4 separate regions of the Mus musculus genome follow, and regions 2, 3 and 4 are each linked to region 1. Evidence: chromatin contacts called from public HiChIP or PLAC-seq and capture Hi-C data. All regions are on one chromosome and are shown on one strand. Each heading gives the region's core, a stretch centred on a gene start, on an enhancer-like site or on the middle of the called end of the contact. The rest is flanking DNA. Distances are from core to core; before and after follow the strand shown.

What was found. HiChIP or PLAC-seq counts read pairs in DNA pulled down with a chosen protein or histone mark. Capture Hi-C pulls out chosen DNA fragments and counts their contacts.
Region 2: an H3K27ac HiChIP or PLAC-seq map of embryonic stem cells shows a contact between it and region 1, with 5 times the contacts expected there. The contact joins two enhancer-like sites. A contact is called at or near these places in 1 of 484 Hi-C or Micro-C datasets (myocytes) and 1 of 115 datasets of contacts at active chromatin or transcription factors (embryonic stem cells).
Region 3: a contact with region 1 is called in an H3K27ac HiChIP or PLAC-seq map of embryonic stem cells, with 3 times the contacts expected there. The contact joins two enhancer-like sites. A contact is called at or near these places in 1 of 39 promoter capture datasets (embryonic stem cells), 19 of 484 Hi-C or Micro-C datasets (cerebellar granule neurons, cerebellum, cerebral cortex and 13 more), 14 of 115 datasets of contacts at active chromatin or transcription factors (SST interneurons, astrocytes, craniofacial prominence and 10 more) and 1 of 9 other capture datasets (embryonic stem cells).
Region 4: a capture Hi-C map of embryonic stem cells shows a contact between it and region 1, with 7 times the contacts expected there. The contact joins two enhancer-like sites. A contact is called at or near these places in 4 of 484 Hi-C or Micro-C datasets (cerebellum, cerebral cortex, embryonic stem cells and 1 more), 1 of 115 datasets of contacts at active chromatin or transcription factors (embryonic stem cells) and 1 of 9 other capture datasets (embryonic stem cells).

Annotation. Positions count from the first base shown.
Region 1 is chr7:95,478,402-95,481,835 of GRCm38.p6, forward strand. No RefSeq gene overlaps it. Among named protein-coding and RNA genes, the nearest start is that of Gm25684, 38 kb to the left of the region's middle. Within about 2 kb of position 1,915, at least 8 of the 459 cell types and tissues checked have an H3K27ac peak or open chromatin away from gene starts, as enhancers often do. A contact at or near this core is called in embryonic stem cells, where this site is marked.
Region 2 is chr7:96,299,306-96,302,739 of GRCm38.p6, forward strand. All of the region lies in intron 1 of Tenm4 (teneurin transmembrane protein 4), which reads left to right. Among named protein-coding and RNA genes, the nearest start is that of Mir6394, 4.6 kb to the right of the region's middle. Within about 2 kb of position 1,741, at least 22 of the 459 cell types and tissues checked have an H3K27ac peak or open chromatin away from gene starts, as enhancers often do. A contact at or near this core is called in embryonic stem cells, where this site is marked.
Region 3 is chr7:96,203,570-96,207,003 of GRCm38.p6, forward strand. All of the region lies in intron 1 of Tenm4 (teneurin transmembrane protein 4), which reads left to right. It also overlaps the pseudogene Gm8319. Among named protein-coding and RNA genes, the nearest start is that of Tenm4, 34 kb to the left of the region's middle. Within about 2 kb of position 1,637, at least 13 of the 459 cell types and tissues checked have an H3K27ac peak or open chromatin away from gene starts, as enhancers often do. A contact at or near this core is called in embryonic stem cells, where this site is marked.
Region 4 is chr7:96,151,684-96,155,117 of GRCm38.p6, forward strand. No RefSeq gene overlaps it. Among named protein-coding and RNA genes, the nearest start is that of Tenm4, 18 kb to the right of the region's middle. Within about 2 kb of position 1,573, at least 151 of the 459 cell types and tissues checked have an H3K27ac peak or open chromatin away from gene starts, as enhancers often do. A contact at or near this core is called in embryonic stem cells, where this site is marked.

The sequences.
Region 1 (3,434 bases), core at 665-3,164:
GTTCATATTGTTGTTCCACCTATAGGGTTGCAGTTCCCTTTAGCTCCTTGGGTAATTTCTCTAGGTCCTCCATTAGGGGCCGTGTGACCCATCCAATAGCTGACTGTGATCATCCACTTCTGTGTTTGCTAGGCCCCGGCATAGTCTCACAAGAGAGAGCTATATCTGGGTCCTTTCAGCAAAATCTTGCTAGTGTATGCAATGGTGTCAGCATTTGGAAGCTGATTATGGGATGGATCCCTTCATATGGCAATCACTAGATGGTCCATCCTTTTGTCACAGCTCCAAATCTTGTCTCTGTAACTCCTTCTATGGGTGTTTTGTTCCCATTTCTAAGAAAGGGTAAAGTGTCCACACTTTGGTCTTCGTTCTTCTTGAATTTCATGCGTTTGGCAAGTTGTATCTTATATCTTGGGTATCCTAAGTTTCTGGGCTAATATCCACTTATCAGTGAGTACATATTGTGCGAGTTCCTTTGTGATTGAGTTACTTCACTCAGGATGATACCCTCCAGGTCCATCCATTTGCCTAGGAATTTCATAAATTCATTTTTTTAATAGCTGAGTAGTATTCCATTGTGTAAATGTACCACATTTTCTGTATCCATTCCTCTGTTGATTGTTGGTGGGATTGCAAGCTTGTACAACCACTCTGGAAATCAGTCTGGCGGTTCCTCAGAAAATTGGACATAGTACTACCGGAGGATCCCGCAATACCTCTCCTGGGCATATATCCAGAAGATGTCCCAACCGGTAAGAAGAACACATGCTCCACTATGTTCATAGCAGCCTTGTTTATAATAGCCAGAAGGTGGAAAGAACCCAGATGCCCCTCAACAGTGGAATGGCCCCAACTTCTCTCTGACTCTTTTCTCTCCCTAACCCCCTTCCTCTCCTCTCCTCTCCTCTCCTCTCCTCTCCTCTCCTCTCCTCTCCTCTCCTCTCCTCTCCTCTCCTCTCCTCTCCTCTCCTCTCCTCTCCTCTCCTCTCCTCTCCTCTCCTCTCCTCTCTCTCTCTCTCTCTCTCTCTCTCTCTCTCTCTCTCTCCCTCTCTCTCCCCCCTTCCCCTTTCCATGCTCTCTAAATAAACTATTCTAAACTGTATCAGTGATCTGGCTGGCACCTACTGGGGTGCCTCATCATGGGCCTGCTGAGGCACCCCCTCCCACTTCACCATACTGCCATACACCATACCATTTAAAAAAAAAAAAAGAATACCTCCTCACAGACAGTGAGAATGCCAGAGGAAACAGGGAGCCTAGTCGGCTGCACCTAGGAAGATGAATTCACCTGTCATAGGAAATCCCCAAACTGAATGAGATTCCAGTAATGGGCAGTTGGGTGTAATACACTTAGGGACTTGGTAGGGTTATAATAATTAAAGACTGGTTTTTAACAATAATAATAATTTAATGCTATTTAACAATACTTTCAAATAGCTTATTAGATAATCTGTGGTGTTTACTGATGAGAATGTAAGAAATATGAGAATTATAAATATAATGTAAGAATGTAAGAAATATAAGATACATGTCTACCTGTAGCTACCACAGAGACTATGTGGATAAAGGAAACTCTCCCACAAAGAGTTGCTACAGGAATTCTTCCCAGGAAGGATAGTGTCCCTGGTAGAAAACTGAAGAGTTGATTCCCTGAGGCAGAATTGTTTTAAAACTAAAATTATTGTTTAAAGCTCATCCTGCCAATCACATATCAGAAGTAAATCATAAACATGGGCAAAGGTTTGAGTTTCTGATATGTTTACAGGCCCCATAACTATTGTATAATGAGGCAATTTTATGTAAATCTCTTCAGAATTAGATCTGGACATTTGCAAAGGGCAGTGTCACCCATTGGAAATGTAGCAATGAGCCTCTTTTCTGTTTCTTTGGCGTTCTTTGTCATGGGGCAATTTGCATGAAAATAGGATTCTGATTACTCCCCTGTTTCTCAGGCGTTGTTTCTTTCTTCAGAACTGAAAGTCATCCAGTGACAGGCCAGCTTCCGGCATTCATAATTAAAAATAAGTAAGAACTTGAAAGAGCCCACTGCAATTAGAGGAATAACCTCTGCGTCCTGGGAATGAAGGAGTCAACCATCTCTGTAACCATGTCGTATCCATTGTGACCAGGGGAACAAAGGAGAAGGTGCAGAGGGCAAAGTGCCATTGGGAGAAGAAAGGCTGGATCCTGAGGTAGATCATTAAATTGTGGAGGAACCCTGTAGAGCAAGCACACTCTTGGTCCATGGCTGGGTGAGGAAGCAGAAGAGATGCAGGACCACTCTTATAGAGGGAAGGTGCCCTTGGAGCAGGCTATGTTTTTAATGAGTTCTGTTACCGGTGGGGTGAGACTCGTCCTGCCACTCTCTGTCCTCTCCCAACTTGTATTTGTTTCATTTGTCTCCTCATCTCAATGTGTATCTTAAAGACAAAACCTTCTGGCTCTTGCTTAGTGGCAGGCAATACTCACTGAATACCTAGTCACAGTCAAGCGCTGTGAACACAGAGGTGAACACATAAGATTGTCTATGAGCAAGCAGTGAGATGAGCCATCCAGCAAAATAACCATGAGAGTGGCCAGGAACTTTGGTGTTGAGTCTCAAACCCTTGGACAAATGGCTGAGGTCCCTATTTAGCATCTGTAGGAGCAGCCATGTCTACTTCCTTCTTTCATTCACTTGGCATGTTCTCAGGAGGACTGCGGGGCAGCTGGGAGTGTTCAAGGTCAATTTGGACAACAAAGTGAGTAAGAATTTGAAGATCCAGTAAGTGCTTGTCTATAATCCCAGTACTCAAGAGGCTGAGGCTGGAAGAGCACAGGTTCAGGGCCAGCCCAGGTTACATTTAGAGTTCTAGTCCAGCCCGGGCTATATAATTAATACTTGTTTAGAAACGAAACCAAACAAAAGAATTATTTTAACTTATTAACCTTACATCCCTCTTACTACCCCACTCCAAGTAAACCCCTCCCACAAGACTTTCCCCACTCCCCTTCCCCTTCTCCTCTGAACAGGTGGGAGACCCCTAGGTATCTTTCTACCCTGGTACTTCAAGTCTCTGTGAGGCTTAAGTGCTTCCTCTGCTACTGAGGACAGACAAAGCAGCCCAACTAGAAGAACATATCTCAGATACAGGCAGCAGCTCTTGGGATAACACCCACTCCAGTGGTTCGGGAACCACATGAAGCCCAAGCTACACATCTGCTACATATGCTTGGGGAAGTCTAAGTCCAGCCCCATGTATATTCTTTGATTGGTGGTTCAGTCTCTGAGAGCCCGGAGGGTCCAGGTTAGCTGATTTTATTGGTCTTCCCGTGTAGTTCCTATCCCCTTAGGAACTGTAATCCTTCTTATTCTCCCCTAAAATTCTATAAGCTCCATCCACTGGTTGTGGGTATCTGCATCCTGCTGAGTCAGCTGGTAGGTGGAGCCTCTA
Region 2 (3,434 bases), core at 491-2,990, 820 kb after region 1:
ATTTGTAAAGACTGCTACACCAGGCCACCATGTCTGGATACTCACAGTCTTTTGGGAGGATGTCCATTCCCTCTGCTTAAGAGTTGCAGACACTTTCCCAACTCAGCCAGAGCAGCAGAAGGACTAAGGAGACCTTCCTCCCTGTCTTCAGCTTAGGCCTGTTGCTGTTCAGGCCCAGACCAGACATCCCTCTCTGGCTTCCTTTATTCATCCCCCCACTCCAGTGAAAAGATGTCTCCTCCTCCCCCAGCTTCTAGTGTCTTGGCCTCATGCCCTGAGCAATCCCCTGTTACCACCATGTGGATAATGACTGAAACTTAAGAGTGTGGAAATTGAAAGACTTAGCAAGAGTATAAACACACACACACAGACACACACCCATCCAACAATAGTTATTAAGTGGAAGCTCTGGGCCAGACATGATCCTCAGCCTGGTTGAAGACCCGTTTAATTCCTCGTGGGAGCTGAGATGTCCCACAACAGAAAAGTAAAAACACTAAAAACAGCATGTCTGTGAGCATAGCTGAGAGCTATGTGAGATGCTCAAGGTGTCACCTGGTGATTTGTGCCACTGAGTGACCCAACCCTATAGACCCGGCCATGGCACCAAAGGGTACCAGCCTTGGGGAGCTGCCTTGCTTTACTTTTCACCTTCACCAAATGGCCCCAGTTGACTGGCCTTCAGCATCTTTTTCTTGCCTGGGTACCAGGACAAAAGTTCATTAGTGATGGTAATAATACTAGCAGTTTTTCAGATAGTGTGGGAACTAATCAAAGCAGACATGGGACATATGACGTTCTGTTTGTTTTTTTGTTTTGTTTTGTTTTGTTTTGTTTTTTCCTGTCAGAGTAACTATGCAACCTCTTCAAGCCAAATGCATTTTAGTATGCACCCGTTTTGTTTTGTTTTGTTTTGTTTTGTTTTGTTTTGTTTTGTTTTGTTTTGAGACAGGGTTTCTTTGTGTAACCCTGGCTGTCCTGGAACTCACTTTGTAGACCAGGCTGGCCTCAAACTCAGAAATCCCCTGCCTCTGCCTCCCAAGTGCTGGGATTAAAGGTGTGCACCACCACCGCCCGGCTTATGCATCCTTTCCAAAAGAGAAATCAAGGGCCTTTGAATCAAGTGCTTACATCTAAGTACCCAGCTACCTACTTCACATCGATAGGTAAACATGGTGTGTTTTGGTGTTTCTAAGGAACTATCTGATTAAAAAAAACCAATATCCTCATTTTACAGGTGAGAAACTTAGACTCTGACTGCATGTCAAAGCTCAACCTCTGGAGTCAGCAGACATGGGTGTGGGACTAAGTTCTAACTTCTATTTATGAAACCCCAGGCTGTGTGCCCTTTCTCTTCCCTGTGCCTATGTATGCTCATCTGTAGAACAGGATGCCTGATTCAGCTAGCTGCTACAGAAACTGACTATCATGATTGCATAGTGTCCAAAGCCAGACAGAGAAGAAAGACTAAGTCAACTGATCCTCTACATCTGGGGCCAGTAGCAAAAATCCATGATTCCCTTGTCCGTAGGCATTCACACTAAAGACGGGTCACGGTGAAGCAAGCTTTAGTTATGCTCATGTGAGGAGCTAGAAGGGCCAAGGCCTCATGAGTCCGAGAGTAAAGCCACCAAACCACTGAGACACACTCTGAATGGCAAGGACAATGAAGCAGGTGGAGCCTAATCCTCAGACACTGCACAAACAACCCCAAAAGCCCAGGTCAGACCAAGGACAGGAAGGGAAGGATCACTTTGTACAGTGCTTCAGGGCTAGAGGGGGGAGGCAGGGAGAGAAGTGTTGTAGCAGGATGGGAAGGGCTGAGGATAATCCCGAGGTGGAATTCATATGACTCTAAACTGGCATTCTGGCCCTGGAGATGGGTCCCAGAGCACAGCTGTTCAGCTGTTTAGGGATTTGCAATTTCCCAGAGATCTGTGACTAACCTCGCTCCGAGAGAGACTGGGTTCGGTGACTTGGAGTGCAGCCTGCACACTGGAATCTAAGTGTTCTTCAAGTGGTTCTTGTTATGGAGTGAGGGCTCAGAGTCCCCAGCCTTGATGCTTGTCTTGGGGCCCCAAAGCTTGCAACTACCAGTCATGCAAGGGTCTTAGAGAAAGGTCAGACATCTGTGGATTCCCATTTCCATTGCTTTCCAGCCACCCACAGCCACTCCCTATTCCCTCTCTCTGTATCTCTTCCTATCCTTCCAATCCTGCTCCCAAATCCTACATCATCCTGTGCCTTTGGCCAGGAGGCCTTGACTCCATATTCCTCCAGTTTCCTCCTCCATGAGGTATTCTGTCCTTTATATCATTGCTCAGCCTCTACAAAATGTCTCAAAGCTCCTCTCACCATGGGATATTAAAGCTGCATGCTCCTTTGATGATCACAGGTTAACCCAAAGGTTCTGAGCTTTCCCATCTGTAAATGGAAGGACTGGATCTGCCTAGCAACACTGTAGTAAGATGAAGTGTGTGTGTGTGTGTGTGTGTGTGTGTGTGTGTGTGTGTGTGTAGTGAAGGCTTTAGGCACTCCTGGTATCCAGAAGGACCTTGAGAACATCAGCTGTGCCAGGACACAGAAGGAAAGTGGGTGTGACCAGGTGAGAATGTCATGATGAGGGGACCGTGGCTGTAAGTGGTGGGATAATGAGTGTCAAGGCTTTAATGTGGTGACAGAAGAAGCAACTGTGTATGCTGTGACAGCTGCAAAGGGAGTCCACTGTGCCGTGTGACATTCCATTTAAGGAATGCTGACATTCCACCCTGGCTCAGTCTAGCCATCCTCAAGAGTATCATGTTCTACTGGGTAGGGTGTGTGAGTGTGTATGTGTGTGTGTGTGTGTGTGTGTGTGTGTGTGTGTGTGTCTGGCCAACAGGACCTGGGGGTCCCTGACGCTCTCAGTTGTCTTTATTGCTTTCTCCAGACCAGCCCCTCAGACTCTAACAGAAGAGTGCCCCCCACCCACCAGTACCCTCATCCCCTGACTCTACTTCCGGGAGCTCCTGAGCCTCAGAGCAGAGGATCAAGGCTGGTGATGGAGAACAGAGCCCGATGCCCATTTATTGGAAGCCATTTTCCTCCTCAATATCTTCAGGAGAGGTGGACCGGCAAAGCGACATTCCCGCAGAAATAATTTTTCAATTTCTTATAATAGGACATAAAAGTCGGCCCGGGGAAATTGATTCCGTTCGGTGCTCCCTTTGTAGGACACTTTATCTTCCATTGCGGCCTCTGAATTTCAGCAATTTCTAAAGCCTGAGGAAGTCTCGCTTAATATTTTTTTTCTTTTTTGCCACCCTGGCAGAAGGCTTTTGTAGCTCAGCTGAATGTCTCTGCTGACCTGTCACTTCCTCACACTGTGGCCTGTGGGCCTGCCTCAGGTCTGAAGAGGTCACCCCACCTCCATCCCACACCCCCACCCGCCCCCC
Region 3 (3,434 bases), core at 387-2,886, 720 kb after region 1:
CGCCCAGTGCCCGTCCGGCTCGCGCTTGCCCCGGCGCTGTCTCTATGGAGCTCAATGTACTGCAATGGCTGTCTTATCAGAACATTCTTAGAATAGGACCTTCAGCAACTTGCTTAACTTCTCTGTTTCATTTTTAAATTACATGTATTTATTGCCTATATGTGCATCACACGCATATGCACGACGTGCCAGGATACTAGTGTGGACATCAAAGGATGTCTTAGTGAGAGTTATTATTGCTGTGACAAACACGCCATGACCAAAAGCACCTTAAGGAGAAAAGAGTTTGTTAGACTTACACATCACTGCGCATCACTGAAGAAGTCAGGGCAGAAACTCAAGGCAGGAATCTGGAGGCCGGAGCTGGTGCAGAGGCTATGGAGGAAAGCTACTTATTTGATGGTTCCCATGGCTTCTTCAGCCTGCTTTCTTACAGAATCCAGAACCATCAGCCCAAGGCTGGCGCCACCCACAAAGGGGCGGGCCCCACCCTCCCCCACCAATCATTCATTAAGAAAATGCTTTACAGCCTGCCTGCAGCCAGATCTTATGGAAGTGTTTTCTCAGTTGAGGCTTCCTTCTCTCAGATGACTATAGCTTGGATCAAGTTGACATAGCACTAGCCAGCACAAATGACAATGTATGAGAGTTAGTTTGCTTCTTTGTGGAACCCAGGGCTCAGTCTCAGGTGGCCAGATTTGGCAGCAAGTTCCTTGACTTGCTGATAGCCTTTTGCTAGTTCTTGCTTAACGTCCCCGTGTCTCAGTTTTCTCACCTATGTTGTGGAAATAGTGACTGTGTCGATCACATGGCCTGGAGCTACAACTGAAATGAGGTAACCCTCTTTGCTGTTTTCCAGAAGTGTTCAGGCCATGCAGGGTCTATTAACATCCGTTTCTTAATTCAGTGAAGGAATTTTTGCTAAGGATGTGTAAAAGCCAGATAGGCCGTAAGGAGCAGAGTGGAGGACAAGATCCAACCATTTCCCTAAAAGAGTATTTGTGATGATCCTAGGGCGTGCTCCCCTTACTTGCAGACAGTTTAAGTTGTCATTTATTCCCAAATACCAGCTTCTCTTTCCATCAGGCCGAAAGACAGCTCACGGGTTAGATAGGCAGGCAGCACAGAAATTCACTGAGTCAGCTGGCCAGAGAGTAGTCATGGCTTCCCCTCTTGCTTTTTACAAATGTGGTTGAGCTAGAAAAGGCCAGGAACCGGGGGTGGGGTGGGGGCGGGGGTGGGGGGGTGTCTTCTGACACCGACTGTCCATACGCTGCGGAGCCAGCAGGGGGGAGTGGGGGTGGGTTCAGTACTCTCACGCCCTTTCCTTGGATAGCAAGAGGATCCCACAGATGATACATCCGGGAAGCTCCAGGCCACACCCAAGGACTTCCAGGAACCTTCCCGGTTCTCCTCAGCCTTCACTACTGTTCAGCATTCAGCTCTGACCATTTCTAGGCGGTGCCCCCTTCTCCTTCACAGGCTCCCCCTCAGGGTGGGTGAGGAATGGAAAGAATTGCAGATGTAGAGGTTGGGGAAAGATGGAAGGAGTCGGCTTGCTTAGGTGCTGTGCTATTGTTATTCAGGTTAAGGAACATCCAGTCTCTTATGCTAAATATCTCAACAGGGTGGGCATTCAATGGGGAGCTTTTCTAGGGAGCTTTCTACTTACATTTAGCTGCCTGAAGCCTGGGGGCGTGCCCTGACCCTTTCCTTACCCTCTAATTGTGAAAGTCTGCCGGGGCCTATCAGTGGGTATCTAAATCCTATGAAACCAGCTTGGCATTTGATAAAGTATCAGACAGACAGCAGGCATGAAGCATTGGCCGCTCCCCCTCTGTGATCCCTTGCCTGGAATTCTCACATCCAGCAACCCTTCTGTAGTAACTGCTGGTCTCCAAACAGAAGTTGTTATTTTTTCAAATAAATATGTTTCCTAATTAAAACTTGCCCTTTAAAGACTCACACGTTCTTGGCCCCACTTTATGTTTTCCTTTCCTTGTAACATATTACAGAATCAATAAGGGCAATGCAAATATCTTTAATATATACAGCTCCAACGGCTCTAATAACGCATCTGCCTCCACACAATCGCCCTCTCCCCTCACCAGCCCAGCTGATAATTTCTGCTGATTTGTTAAATGCCTTGGTATTTCACTCTGGATGATAAAGCCTGGAAGGCACTTAGCTCTTCAGGGGATTGGGGAGGGCACATTGAAAAGGGACAAAGTGGATGGTGGAGATTTCCAGCCATGTCTGTGGTTTTTATGACAGTTCTTATAAACAAGGAACAATTAGTATCCGAGGCAGAGAAAGTACAGAAAGAAAGAAAAGAAGAAAGAGAGAAAGAAAGAAAGAAAGACAGAAAGAAAGAAAGAAAGAAAGAAAGAAAGAAAGAAAGAAAATGTCTATTACTCATAACCCCACCATCCTCAGTCAAAAATTTGACAATATTTTTATATTTCTTTTCTTTTGTTCCCTAGTTAATTTTTGCTAGAGGATTTCAAAAATATAATTATCAATTTTGAATTGTTTTAAATTTTGTTTACAAAATAGCAATATCCTAACGGACTGAAAACTAGACCAAAATATTATTTGAGAGTATACACATAATACTCTAACGAAGGCTGTTCCAATATTACTTTTCTTTTTTTTTTCTTTTTTAAATATTTTTATTAGGTATTTTCCTCATTTACATTTCCAATCCTATCCCAAAAGTCCCCCATACCCTCCCCCTCCACTCCCCTACCCACCCACTCCCACTTTTTGACCCTGGCATTCCCCTGTACTGGGGCATATAAAGTTTGCATGACCAATGGGCCTCTCTTTCCAGTGATGGCGGACTAGGCCATCTTTTGATACATATGCAGCTAGAGACAAGAGCTCCTGGGTACTGGTTAATTCATATTGTTGTTCCACCTATAGGGTTGCAGTTCCCTTTAGCTCCTTGGGTACTTTCTCTAGCTCCTCCATTGGGGGCCCTGTGATCCATCCAATAGCTGACTGTGAGCATCCACTTCTGTGTTTGCTAGGCCCCGGCATAGTCTCCCAATATTACTTCTCATACTTGATCTTTTATGCTGGTTTTTGATCTTTTTATCTCTGTCTTCATTATTATAAATGATGTAAATCTTTTGTATATTATACCGTGTCCCAACCTTTGGTGTAATACACATACACTAAGAAGGTCTTCTCTTCTCTTCTCTTCTCTTCTCTTCTCTTCTCTTCTCTTCTCTTCTCTTCTCTTCTCTTCCCTTCCCTTCCCTTCCCTTCCCTTCCCTTCCCTTCCCTTCCCTTCCCTTCCCTTCCCTTCCCTTCCCCCCCTATGTCTCTCTCTCTCTAATGTCATTTGTTTTCTGTGGCCTTAGAGAGCCACACAGGAGCATGAACAAATGCACTTAGCACACAGTTGGACTATCATCTGATGACAATGG
Region 4 (3,434 bases), core at 323-2,822, 670 kb after region 1:
TGCAAGCTATCCTGAGCAGAGCGGGGAGGAAGCAGGGGACTTGATGAAGCCCCTTGAAATAGCAATCTATCCCCATGGACACCCTAAATTCACTCATGAGGGGGAAGCAAGATTGCATTCCACTCAGAGCTGCTTCTTAATACTGATGAGTTGTAAGATGAGCATTAGCACAACATAAAAATTATGATCATGATAACAACAATAATAAAAAGGGTTTAAATTTGTACAGCACGTTATAGTTTGCAAAAATGCTTTCCCATTCATTAGCTTGTATGTGCATCATAATAGCCCCATGAGAAAGACAAGATGATGGCTGCTAGCCATTTTATGGGTGAAGAAAGGACTCAGAGGGCTCAGGGATAAAGTGACTGGTTAACAGCTGGTGGGAGGTGAGATCTTTACCCCAAGCTCGAGGCTCTTTGCCAAGCCTTCAGAGAAAGGCTTGGGCAGCCTTGCTCATTGCTCTGAGGTTATCACCAAAAGACAGAGTGGGAACCATCGGTGAAGGAAGCTCAAACTCAGAGTGACTTCTCCTAAGCCTCCCACTGTGTGATTTGGCTCATTGGATTTGAAACGCATCGCTGGATACCTCTACCACCACTGGTCAGAAATAAGCCAAGTCGGTAGCAGGGGTTCCAGAATTCAAGCTCCTCTGTTAGTAAATATTTGGGGAACCACACTGATAACTCCTTCAAAGACAAGTGTGCAATTCAACGTTCAGGAGCAAAGGAACAGGAAAGTGGAAGACCCCAAAGCTGCAAGACATCCAGAGAGGAACAACAGAGACACAAAAGAGGGATCGAGGAGAATAAGAAATCTGGTTAAGAAAGGGCAAGAAGGGGGAGCTAGAGGGATGGCTCAGAGGTTAAGATTGCTTGTTGCTCTCGCAGAGAACCTGGGTTCATTTCCTGGCATCCTCATGGTGGTTCACACGTATCCTTAACTCCTCTTTCAGGAGATCTGACTCCCTCTTCTGACCTTTGTGGGCACCAGGCACATAGGAACTCATACACATAAATAAATCTTTAAAAGAAAATGTAAAGAAAGGGCAGGAAGGATGACCATTAAAGAGGAGTGAAAAGGAAAAAAGAGGGGGAGAGATTAGTTTGAGAACAAAAGAAATCGGCACAGCCTTGGAGAAAAAGAAAGGGGGGTGGGAAGTTGCCTGGCTTTGAGTAACAAGGAAAGCATGTGTTTTAAAGAGGCGATTAAATATCTTATTCTCTTGTCCCTAAATGTAAATGTTTCTGTCTCCTTGGGAGTTAATCAGGCTTAAAGCAATTCTAAGCCTTAAGGGCTTGGCTTAACCGCAACAAAGAATGTGTCCAGCATGCTGACCTCTGTCGGGCCAGTATGTAAAGGCAGCAGAGAAAAGAGATTAAGGAGCTGCCCTCACACCGGCGGTGCAGCCACTCCTATCAAGGCATCTCCAGCCCCTACCCCCACCTCCACCACCCACTCCCCTGTCCCCAGCGGGCAGAAAGCTGACCCACAAACGCAGCTGTGAGTCAGGAGCCTTTTAAGCACGCTTCCACACCCTCTGCCCCTCTAACAGCTACCAGAGGAGACGGAAGGCTGAGAGAATCCCCATTGGCTGAGAGAGTGGTAGGCGGGGCATAACCCTCAGGGGTGGAGTCTCTGGCAACTGCTTGGCCTTCCGGGCCTGTGGTAGTGAGTATTATAGGAACTTCTCTAATCACAGATCCTGCTGTTTCTTCTGTTTGCTATTTATTGTATTTGTGGTTTTATTAAAATCCTGCTACATAATATATTGTTGTGATTTTTCTAGCTTAAAACAATTTGCAAGTCAGGAAATTGGAAAGAGCAGCGAAATGGCTGGTCTCTGCTTCTCAAAGTTTAGGTCTTCATACCTAAAAAAAACCAAAGTATGAAAACAGCTAGGAACTTCTTCACTCACATATCTGTGCAGCACATATGAACTATTGGCTGGAGTAAGGCACTAGAGGCTCTTTCTGTGGCATAGACTCCCTCATCTAACCATTGGCATCCTACAAACACAGCCAAATTCAAGGAAAAGAAGAACCAACACCCAGATCTTGATAGAGCTGGGGGTGAGGTAGAGGTAGTTTCCAATAGAACATGCCAGGAAGATGAACAGCTTTGAGAATGGCATTCTCCTTAAACCACTACACTTCTATCAGGTACCATTGTCCACCTAGGAATGAGGAGTCTGGTCTTTGAAGGATGAAGTAATGGATCCCCGTTTCATCAACTAACAGTAAGCAAAGGGAGAATTTCACCCCAGTTGCTCAAAGAATCCTGATTCCATATTGCTACAGGCAACTTGAAATGATAAAAAGGACTTCCTCTTGTGGCCCTTGCAGCCACACCGTATGTGGGACACTGTGCTGAACATACTTTGTTCTTTTCTTCACTGACCAAAAAAAAAAAAAAAAAAAAAAAATGCTATTATTTGTTGAGATTACTCTGTGCAAAGACTTGTTTTGTAGCTGGACTTTTCAGAGTCCAGGGTGTGTCTGTTTTATAACGGAGACTGGGGAGGGAAGCAGTCACTTGCTCAACCTCCCCATGTGACAAAGAGTGGCAGCTGGGAACCTGCCTTCTGTTTTCTGACCAGAGAAGATTGTCAGATGGTGCGCCATGCAGAGGCCATTGTTTGTAAACAGACAGTGTTGAGGGGGCCTGGGGCTCCTTTGCAGAGATATAAACTTTTCTAAGGAAGCCTGAGCAAAAACAGGACATAGAAGAAGACTTTTGTCTCACTTGCAGACTTTCCAGAGATAGGTGTGTGTGTGTGTGTGTGTGTGTGTGTGTGTGTGTGTGTGTGTTAAAATTGTGTGCATCTGTGTGCATGTTCCAAAGCCAGTGAAAACGACATTGGGTATCCTGTTCTACCACTCTTTGCTTTATATCTTTGAGGTAGGATCTCTCACTGGAGTTGAAGGAGGCTGTTAGCCAGGGAAGCCCCAGTAATCCTCTTCTCTCTGCTCCCATGAGGACACATGCGTGACCATGCCTTGCTTTTTAGGCGCTGATATCTGAATTCCAGGCCCTCACGCTTGCAAAACAAGCATTCTGGAGAGATGCCCACTGGGTCTATCCCTCCAGACCTGATTCCAAGGTTATATTAGGAGACACCCTTCCCTTCTCTGATCTCCATAATGCATAGGTAAGGAAATAAAACCATAGGCTTTGGGGGTTCTCAAACAAGAAGAAAAAAATAAACCCACAAATAACTAGACAAACGGAAGACAGTGACAGAGCATAGAGTGCTATTCTGAAAGAGAAGGGGTGAACTCTCTAAGAATGGAGATCAAGAAAGGCATCCTAGGATGCATAGCGTTTGAGTGGGGTCTTGAAGATAAAGAGGATTACATGGTGCATTGATGAAAGAGACAAGCCTTACTTTCCCGGTGTCTTACTTCTATGTCTTTGCAGAGCTGAATTCTCAA